Regions from separate parts of the Sus scrofa genome. Here region 2 is linked to region 1. A link is a contact called in public Hi-C data. All regions are on one chromosome and are shown on one strand. Each heading gives the region's core, a stretch centred on a gene start, on an enhancer-like site or on the middle of the called end of the contact. The rest is flanking DNA. Distances are from core to core; before and after follow the strand shown.

What was found. A called contact is a pair of places that touch in the nucleus more often than the background predicts.
Region 2: a contact with region 1 is called in a Hi-C map of embryonic fibroblasts, with 1.9 times the contacts expected there. The contact joins two enhancer-like sites. A contact is called at or near these places in 3 of 47 Hi-C or Micro-C datasets (embryonic fibroblasts and fibroblasts) and 1 of 2 datasets of contacts at active chromatin or transcription factors (alveolar macrophages).

Annotation. Positions count from the first base shown.
Region 1 is chr16:3,456,005-3,460,913 of Sscrofa11.1, forward strand. No RefSeq gene overlaps it. Among named protein-coding and RNA genes, the nearest start is that of DNAH5, 92 kb to the left of the region's middle. Within about 2 kb of position 2,622, at least 10 of the 83 cell types and tissues checked have an H3K27ac peak or open chromatin away from gene starts, as enhancers often do. A contact at or near this core is called in embryonic fibroblasts, where this site is marked.
Region 2 is chr16:3,717,050-3,721,958 of Sscrofa11.1, forward strand. TRIO (triple functional domain protein) reads left to right here. Exons shown (of 56, transcript XM_021077142.1): 6 at 1,427-1,618. Among named protein-coding and RNA genes, the nearest start is that of TRIO, 29 kb to the left of the region's middle. Within about 2 kb of position 2,787, at least 12 of the 83 cell types and tissues checked have an H3K27ac peak or open chromatin away from gene starts, as enhancers often do. A contact at or near this core is called in embryonic fibroblasts, where this site is marked.

The DNA of each region.
Region 1 (4,909 bases), core at 1,372-3,871:
ACACTTTCAGAGGTTCCCAGGCTAGGGGTCCAATTGGAACTGTTGCCACTGGCCTACAGCACAGCCACAGCAACATCGGATCCGAGCCACGTCTGAGACCTACACCACGGCTCACCGTAATGCCAGATCCTTAACCCACTGAGTGAGGCTGGGGATCAAACCTGCATGCTCATGGATGTTCCCACGGGAACTCCTCAAGGAATTTTTCTATGTCTCCCTTCCCCCCTTGTCCTGGTAAAATCTATCTTTGCCTCCTTCTCCCTCCATAGTTTCAGTTGCTGACACTTGGTAATACTTTTTTTTTTTACTCTGTCACCTAATCAATCTGAGGGCTGACAGGTAACTATCTTTACCCCACTAGGTACATGGCAGGTGCTCAACAAGCCCTCACTGAAGGAATGGATCACTCTGGGGAAGAATGAACACAGCCTTCTGACATTCATATCTCATTTTTCCCTTGCTCTAAACTAAGAGTATGACCTCACCTCCCCCGACGGGAAAAAAATGAACCACTACACACTTTGTTCTCCAAAGCAGAATTCCAGGTTGGAAAGGGGAATTCTTTTTTTTTTTTTTTTTGTCTTTTGTCTTTTTGTTGTTGTTGTTGTTGTTGCTATTTCTTTGGGCCGCTCCCACGGCATATGGAGGTTCCCAGGCTAGGGGGTCGAATTGGAGCTGTAGCCACCCGCCTACACCAGAGCCACAGCAACGCGGGATCCGAGCCGCGTCTGCAACCTACACCACAGCTCACGGCAACGCCGGATCCTTAACCCACTGAGCAAGGGCAGGGACCGAACCCGCAACCTCATGGTTCCTAGTCGGATTCGTTAACCACTGCACCACGCCGGGAACTCCGAAAGGGGAATTCTTGAACACGGGGACCCTTGTGGGGGTGGGAGCCGAGTCCTTGCTGGCACCATTTTCCTTCCGCCGTCCTCCTGGATACCATTCCCGAGCAGACCCTCTCCCCAGGTAACACCTTGGACCAGACCATCGAGAGAAGGGGAGCATCCTTTCTAACCCCACAGAGCCCTGTAACCTACAGGGAAGGGGCTGCCTTCCCAGCTCCACTTGAGGACAATATTGGAATCAGAGCACAGCCACCAAAACCACTTTCCCAAGGCAGAGCTTCTGGACCACCCCCAGCCTGGCATTATAGCGTCCTGACAGGCCACAGAGACAGCTGCCCAATGAACCCATCCCTTTGATGTGAGGGGCCACCTGTCAATGGCCAAACAAGATATCAGGCACTGGATGAAGGGCCATTCCAATGGTCCACACGGTGTCTGTGGTTGTCGTTGTTTGTTGTTGACATTGAATTGCATGATTCCATTTACACGAAAGATCCAGAATAGGTAAATCCACAGAGATGGAACAGAGTAGTGGTTACGAGAAGCTGGGGGTAGGAAATGGGGAATGACTACCCAGGGGGTGGGGGGCTTCATTTTCAGGTGATGAAAATGTTTCGGAACTAGATAGAGATGGTGGTTAGACTATCTTGTAAATGAACTGAATGCCATGGAATTGTATACTTTAACATGGTTAATCTATGCTATGTTGATTCCACCTCAATTTTTTTAAGTAAATACCAGAGCGAGAGTGAGAGACTTCTATCAGGTTTCTGGCTTCACCTAAGAAACCAGAATATCTGGCAGTGCTAGCCACATCCCCAAGTGGCACTGATCAGCTGGTGCCAAACAGCAGCTGCCACACTGAGGGAGGGGCGCTTGCCCTCCATGTTGTCCTTCACCCAGGTTTCATCTGAGTTTGTGACCCCAGCCACTACCCACAAGGGGGATACTTATTTTTTGCAGAGAGTTAGCAGAGTTCCCCCCGAGCTCCAACTTCGGATGAGCTAAGATCCTAGGTCAAGGGTGAGAACACAGCTGGGAGAAGACAATAGGGAAGGCCAGGAAGAAATAGATACCAGTGAGGACCTGTGTTCCTGGTCACTCTGCCTAGAGCAGCTTCTCCTCTACCCTCCCAGCCTCCGCATCCTCCCACCCAGCTTTCATTTCCTTCCTGGCTCTCACCATGTCCTGACTTACTTTGCATATTAGTTTCCTGGGGCTGTTGTAACAAATGAGCACAAATTGGGTGGCTCAAACAGCAAAGTTTGAGTTCTCACAATTCTGGAGGCCCAAAGCCCTGAATCAAGTTCCTCAATCAGGGCTGCACCATCCAAAATCCCTAGGGGAGGATCCTTCCTGCCTCTTCCAGCAGGGTGGGTCCAGGGTTCCTTCACTTGCAGCTGCATCACTTCCATCCCTCCCTCTGCCTTCACGTCACCTTCTTCCATCTGTTTCTATATATTCAATCTCCCCTCTCCTTTTCTTGTTAGAACATCAGTCATTGGAGTTAAGGCTCATCCTAAATCCATGATGATGTCATCCTCAGATCCTTAGCTTAATTACATCTGCAAAGACCCTTTTCCCAAATAAGATCTCATCCATAAGTACTAAGGATTAGATTTGGACCTAATTTTTTTTTTCAGGGAGGACCACAACTCAACCCATTTGACTGTGTACTTTTCTTTTTACAATGTGACTCATGTTGTGTCAGCATCAGAGGGTGGGGACGCTGCCCATGTGTTTCCAAGTTGGATCCCCAAGGCCTAGAATAATGCCTGGCGAAAGGTGACTCAGTAAATACTTAGAGAATGAAGGAATGAGGCAGCTTGTGTGTGGGATGCTGTTGGCTCAAGCCAAGTCAGCCACTCACCAGTTCAAAGGGAAGGTCCAAGAGCAATCTAGTAGATGAAAGTCAGCTGCAAATATCAGGTAGACCCAAGGATGAAGGTCACTGGCTATCCAGGAGCTATTAGGGGAAAATGCAGAGGGCTTCAGCCAGACTAGGAGGTTTGTCATTGAAACCCGTTATTGTTAGTTACCAGTTGTTGGATCTCATCCTCGCCTGTGTGGATGACCTGCACTGATGCAGATTCTTAGCACGCCAGCTCAGGGATTCAGAACCCTGGTGGCTGGACAAAGAAACTTTAGGAAGAGTGAAGATTACCTCCCACCCCCGGTGGGGTGCTGGCAGTAATTCCAGCCCAGGGATTTACTCACTGGGTGGAAGGACACTCAACCTGTGGGCACCAGCCACCTGTTTCAGAATCACCTGGAGGGTATAAGTCAAAACTTCACATTCTTGGGCCTCGCCCCAGACTTTTCCAACCAGAAAGAGGGCTAGCCCTCTTTCCAACCTAGCCCTCCTGAAAGAGGGCTAGGGTACTGTCGAGGAGCCAGTGGACCTCAGTCTCTTATACCGTAACCCCTGGGGTTTTTTTCCCCTCCTCCATTGTCGACATCCCACAGGATTGCTATGGCCACTGTCCTCACTTCAGGCAGTTGTGTCAGAGTTGGTTGGCCTGCCTCAATTTCTTGCCTCTCTATTTTCTCTTTTATACTGTCACCAGAGTTAAAAAAAAAAAAATAGAGATGGCACTATTTCTGCCCCCTAAACCTTTGAATGGTTTCTCCATCATTTAGCAAGTAGATACCGCTAGTTGCAAACCCAACAGCCATTTTTCCCTTATTTTTTTCTAATAGAACCCTGATTTCATCCAGGCATAGAAGGGAAATGTTCTCACAGAAGGTGGGCCCTACCCCACCACAAAGGACTAATTGTGATGGCTGTCTAAACAGTCTTCATATTGTCGTTTTGCCATTTGCCAGAGATTGGTTCAGAGAGAGGTAGGTCACCCAGTTCTGTCCAATGAGACATTACAGGAACATCCTGGGGGCTTCTTTGAAAGATCCTTGATCCTGATTTTTCAAAAGAGACAAAAAGGAAAAATTCCCCCATTTTCCCCTCCGTAGCAGCTGCCTATGGTTCCCTGCAGCAAGCACATCCCTTGGTCCACTGTGGTTTCATGTGATTTCAACTGTATCCATAGTGGATATTCTTAGTTACCAGTTGTTTATCTCATCCTCTCACCATTGGTGAGGGAGGAATTCCTACCCTAGAGTTCTGGGGGTGGCTGAGCGCCCAACACTGGACAAGATGAGGTCAAGGCCATTTATAGTCACGTATGCTCATGCCTGGGAAGGGGACACAGCATACGATGCAGGACACAGGGCTTCACTAGGGATCAGAGCCATCAAGCAGGGCTGTGGGAAGCAGGATTTGTAGTATCAAAAGTTTGGGGTGCCCCATGGTTCTCCCGGGAGAATAGGATAGTCTTGTTCAAATAACTCCGTGGTCTGGCAGGAAACTGAGTCTTACTCAGGGATAAACAGCAGCAGGACCTATTCCCAGGATGAGGAGAGTTGTTTGGCTAGTGGACCTTATCTGTGGGAGCAGGGTGGGGAGGAGAACCAGCCCTCCCAGCTTCAGATATCAAAGCAGCACATACTACTGAATATTAATTTCAAGCCTGGCACCACAACGATGGGCATTCTTAAGTGCTCCTACTCACCCTGAGCTGACAGCATCCCACCTCAGGCACACACACTATGCTTCTTTACATCTTGGCCTTTGAGTCTTCTCCTATGCCACGCCTGCCACCTCACACACCGGCATTCTTTGCCCTTCCAGCTATGGGAACAGTGGATGAAGACTCCAGAAGCCTCAGTCTTCCAAGAGGGCAATCCTGGCTATATTCTGGGCACTTTCCAGTACATCCCAGCAAAACTTAGCCCCTGGCACCCACAGCAGAAGCTCAATGACACATCCTTGTATTGGTTTTTCCTCCTTCTCTGCCTCATGTCCCCAGTTCCTCCCTCCCAGTTTCTGGACCAAATAAATGATAAATGATACATTTATCATTTGTAAATGTATCATTTATAAAGTGTATCATTTATAAATGATATCAGGCTCTACTTTGGAGGGAATCTAGAATAACGTCCCTTCCTTGGACCTAGACACAGTTTTATGAAGAAATGATGTCATACCTTGAGAGGACAAA
Region 2 (4,909 bases), core at 1,537-4,036, 260 kb after region 1:
CCTGTGCTCTTCCTGCAGAGCTTTTGGGTTGATTTTCCTCTTTAGATGCAGAGGAGGCAAAACTTAGCGAATCTGGTCACCTGTCACTAGAGAGAGATTGCCAGTGAGAAGGGAGACCTAGCTGTGGACTTAAAGGATGCCAGTTAGCACACTGATGGCGTTTGGGCCAGTTCCTAACTGATTGTGGCTTTGACTGACTGTCACATTCTCATAAAGTACCCTCTGTCCTTGCTGCATAGACATCTGGTCATCTGTTAGCTGATTCCAGCCTGAAGCCCAGAAAAGTACCTCCGAGGCTGGAGTCTGTGGCTCTCTAATCCCAGATAAAGGTGACTCCATCTAGTTTGGATTTGGGTCAGAAATGGAGGAAAAGAAATGAAGCTACAGAGAAAGACTGGACCAGCGTGTTCTTTAGGACACTTTCTTGAGTGGGCTGCAGACCAGGTGACAGTGACGAGGTTTAGGCAGGGCTCTGAGTGGGAGGCAGTGGGAGGTTGGCCCAGAGGACCACAGGGGAGGAGAGGGAGGAAAAATGTAGAGGCCTTGGGGCAGGTTGGGAAGTTAGATATGATTTAGGGGCAAGAGTGGGAGGAAGCAAAGATGAGTCTGTGATCTGGGGAGACCCATTACCAGGTGCAGTGCTGTGATGTCCGTAGTAATAATAATAATAGTAATAATAGTGATACTACCTGAGGGACAACAACCTGCGATTTGTTGAAGGTATGCATTTGCTATAATAGGAACTTTAAAGAAGAACTTCTCTTACAAGAAAAATGCTTTTGCACCCTTATTTTTGCAATAAACTAATGGAGTTGAAGACAGTGATGTCAACAGAGTGGAAAAGCTTAATTTAAAGTTTGAACGCAGCATTGTTTTCTTCATAGCCCAGTTCACATTCCTTGGTGAATGTGGATCCATTTACAGAAGATTTTTTGTTGGCACCAGCAAGATGACTTGGGCTTATATAGAAAGAAGAGATTGTTTTCATACAAAATAGCCTTTGGTTGCTAAGTACATAGTTTGTGGTCTCTGGGTTCCAGTTACAAACTGCAGTGGTGGGTCCCCAAAGTTCTGGGTGACTGCTTACCATCTGGGCCCTTTTCAGGCTCTGAGGCCAAGACGTGAGTCACAGACCTTCGTGCGCACTCGCATCTGTGTGCCACTGCTCCGTGCCTGCCTCTCTCTCAGCTGGTTGAGTTGTAGGTTTGCATTTAAAAATAGAAACTGAAACTCCTACTTGGAGTTTACGGAAATCCAAACAGCAAAACAGGTGTCCTGGGACCCGCCAGGTGATTCTGCTGTTAAAATGTAACTTTTAAGTTCCCAGGCTGTTTCTGAAAGCGCCCCCCCCCCCCACCACCACGTTCTTGGAAAGACGCCCCTTGTGGGCCTTCGCCCGACCAGCCCTCTCTCCTTCCTTTCGCAGAACGTGTACGTGAACATCAACCGCATCATGTCGGTGGCCAACCGCCTGGTGGAGTCGGGCCACTACGCCTCCCAGCAGATCAAGCAGATCGCCAACCAGCTGGAGCAGGAGTGGAAGGCGTTCGCCGCGGCCCTGGACGAGCGCAGCACCTTGCTGGACATGTCCTCTGTCTTCCACCAGAAGGCTGAGAAGGTCAGTGCCTGCTCCGGTCCCAACCCCGACCCCTCCTCCTCCAGCCCCTCCCAGCCTGGGGCAGGTCCCCACCCGCTGTGCAACCTCAGAACTTACCCCACCTCTCTGTTCCTTACTTTCCTCATTCGCGAAGTGGACATGAAGGGATCTACCCAAGGGGCTGTTTGATGGTGTGAAGGAGGTAATCATATTGGGTGCCTGGCACGGTGCCTTCTGTACAGTAGGTGCCATAAATGCCCTCTACTCCCACTCCTCTTCTCCCTCATGGTCATCACCTGAGAATTCCAGTCAGGATACTTTGGTGTGAGTAACGGAGTGCCAGACTCTGGGGGTTGGCTCTTCTCACAGAACAGAAAGTTGCGAAGTATAGGGGGTTCCAGCCGCATGGAGCTGTCGGGGCTGGGGGGCTCCTGGCCTGGCTTGGCCTTTCCCTGTGGTTGGGTCACAGGTGGATGCTGCAGCCCTAGCGCCAAGGCCCTCAGCCTCTTCTCCTGTCACTTTCTCAGGGCAACATGATTTGCAGAAGGTCCCTCCAGCCCAGCAGGCTTCCCCCCGGTCCCCTTTGCCAGGAGTGGGGTGCACAGGAGGGAAAGTGGGAAAGGGCAGGGCTAGGATTTCCGCCTCCCCAGCAGTGAGCAGGCTCTGCCAGCAAGGGCTGGGCTGGAAAAATGGTTTTTGGGTCAGTGGTCTGCAAGGTCTCTCACAGTTGTTAGATTACTGTACGCATTTGGACCTCACATTGGCTTCATCTGCTGATGGTCTGGTCATGATACCTTATCTCAGAGGTAACACTCCCCACACTCCAGACAGGTTAACCTGCCCGAATGAACGCAGCAAAGGAAAGTGAACTGCTTGTGTCTCAGAAGCTAGTGGTGGAGGCCAGGCAGTAAAACACCTTGTCAAGATGTGGAGGAAGAAGGCTCAGGAACGTTTAGCCACTAGGAAGGCATGTGGGAAGGAGACACATGGTTACCTTAAGTTACAGGAAAAACACTGGTAGAGCTTCCTCAGGGATAATTTTTTTGGGAAAAAAAACTTACATTCATAGGGATTTGCACTGATGCTTCTAAAACAGAAATAGTATCCTTTTAATCTAGAAACAGTCTCCGCTGAGGCAGCGAGGGAGGGCAGGATCTTAGCAAGGCAGCTGGAATGTTGCATGAGATGCTAATCAGTAGTGATCTCAGCTCCAGAAACCTTTAAAGTATGAAGCAAGAGAGGAAACAGAGTGGGATAGAAAGAGGAAAAAATCTTAATAGCCTCATGTGAAAGCTGTGAGTGGGGATTTAAGTTTTAGTGGTAAGATTTTTCTGCTTACTAATCTAATGAATTTAACTAGTTTTATGATAAAGGAGAAACAAGAGCCCCCCCACAAAACCAGTTTGTTTTAAAGTAGCAGGAGCCCTCTTCAGCACAGAGCACTGTCAACACTTCTCTGTGGCTGCCTCTGGTCCCTGTCATTGTCCAGGTGATGTTGCTCCCTGGATATTACCATGGGTGGGAGATGAGCCATGCGGCCCTGGCTGCTCAGGTGCGGTTTGGAGTGGTAGCATAGTATGGGTACAGCAGCCCCCAGGGCTTGGAGGTGTGTCACTTGGCAGGGGGCCCCCAGAGAGGTAAGTTAAGATGATGTGAATACATTTGCAATAGGGGAAAAAAATAAAGAGGAGTTTCCGTTGCAGCTCAGCAGATTAAGAACCTCACTAGTATCCATGAGGATGTGGGCTTGATCCCTGGCCTTGCTCAGTAGGTTAAGGATCCGGCCTTGCTGCATGCAGGGCTGCAGCATAGGTCGCAGTTGCGGCTCGGGTCCAGTGTTGCTGTGTGTGTGGCTTGCCTGGCAACTGCAGCTCCAATTCATCCCCTAGCCTAGGAACTTCCTTATTCCACAGGTGCAGCCCTAAAAAGGAATAAAAAAAAAAAAAAGTTTGCAATAGCGCTAGCTGCTGAGGGGAGTGATGGACAGTCTGAAACAAAGTAACACGTAGGGAAAATCTCTCATAATGGCAGGATTCAGAATTACAAATGAACCCAGAAGATTAATTGCTGCTCTGAACTGCCTGAAAATAATGTAGAAATGTGAGTGCCATGGGGTGTTTTCCACTAATGTTTTATTATCAAAAATTTTAAACAGCAGCAAAGTTGGAAGAGCCTGGTGGGTTTTATTTGGATAAAATGAATGGTGGTAATTTATGGATTTGAAGGAAACTCAGTTGGATGAATCTGTGAACAGAATTTCCTGGGATCCTGAGTGAGCTCTAACGGCGCATGTGGTCCCCGTACACATCAGGGGCCAGAGACGCCAGTATAGCCTTAGAGGCAGAGTGGCCTTCTGGGGAAGGCTCACATCTCAGAGGGACTCTGACTGAGGCAGTCCGCCTGTGCCAGGCAGCTGAAGCATGCAGAGGGGACAGCTTCGGAAAGCACTCTCTTCCCTCAGGTTCAAGTGTGTATCTCCCCCTCCACTGAGTTTCAGATGCAGCAAAGAAGATCACACCTAGTAAGTAGTTGACTTGTCCAGCAGAGGAATCTCCAAATAGGTCAACTCCGTCCCCTCCTCCCCTTTTTGGTGTAATACTATTTTATTAACACTTAAAACTTCACTGACAATGCTGGCCATGCCTTATGCTCAGATTCTTGAAATAAAGACATGTGGACAGAGCTTTAAGGGTGCAGTGTGAAACACAGCATAAAATACTAACAAAACTTAAGGAGTGGTATAATAACTATACCTCTGTACACAGGTATAGGGACAAGCCCTCCAAGGGGAAGAAAAGCTCAGGACTGAACAGAGGTCCTTGGTTAGTGACAGAATCTCCCCTTGACTTCAGACATAGGACAGACGAAGGAGTCTGTCAGTTTACAAAAACCCCTGACTTCAGGACCGGTAGTAACAGGATTGGAAAGAGCCAGTTGAAGGTTGTGGGGGCCAGTCTGAAACGAGCTAGGTTAGCTGGAGGCCGCTGCAGCTCACGTCCAGGATCTGTAGCGGTCTAGAGACAGTGGTTAGTGCAGTCCTCTGAAATTGCTGGTCTCCAAACAAGTTTCAAAGATGCTTTTCCCAAACAGAGGGTCCTCTCTTTTTTAAAAATTTAAACAACTTAAGCTGTTTTCATAAACTCAGTAGGGAAAGACTGGACCTTGGACATCATAGCACAGGTTTCCATCATACCACCTCCTTGAACCTCATCCAGAGTTCTCTTGAAGAGTCTGGTTAGGGGGACGGAGTGTCAACTTTGTGCCCTGTGTCTAATGGCCTTACTAAAGGAAGCAGCCGGCCTGGAAGGATGG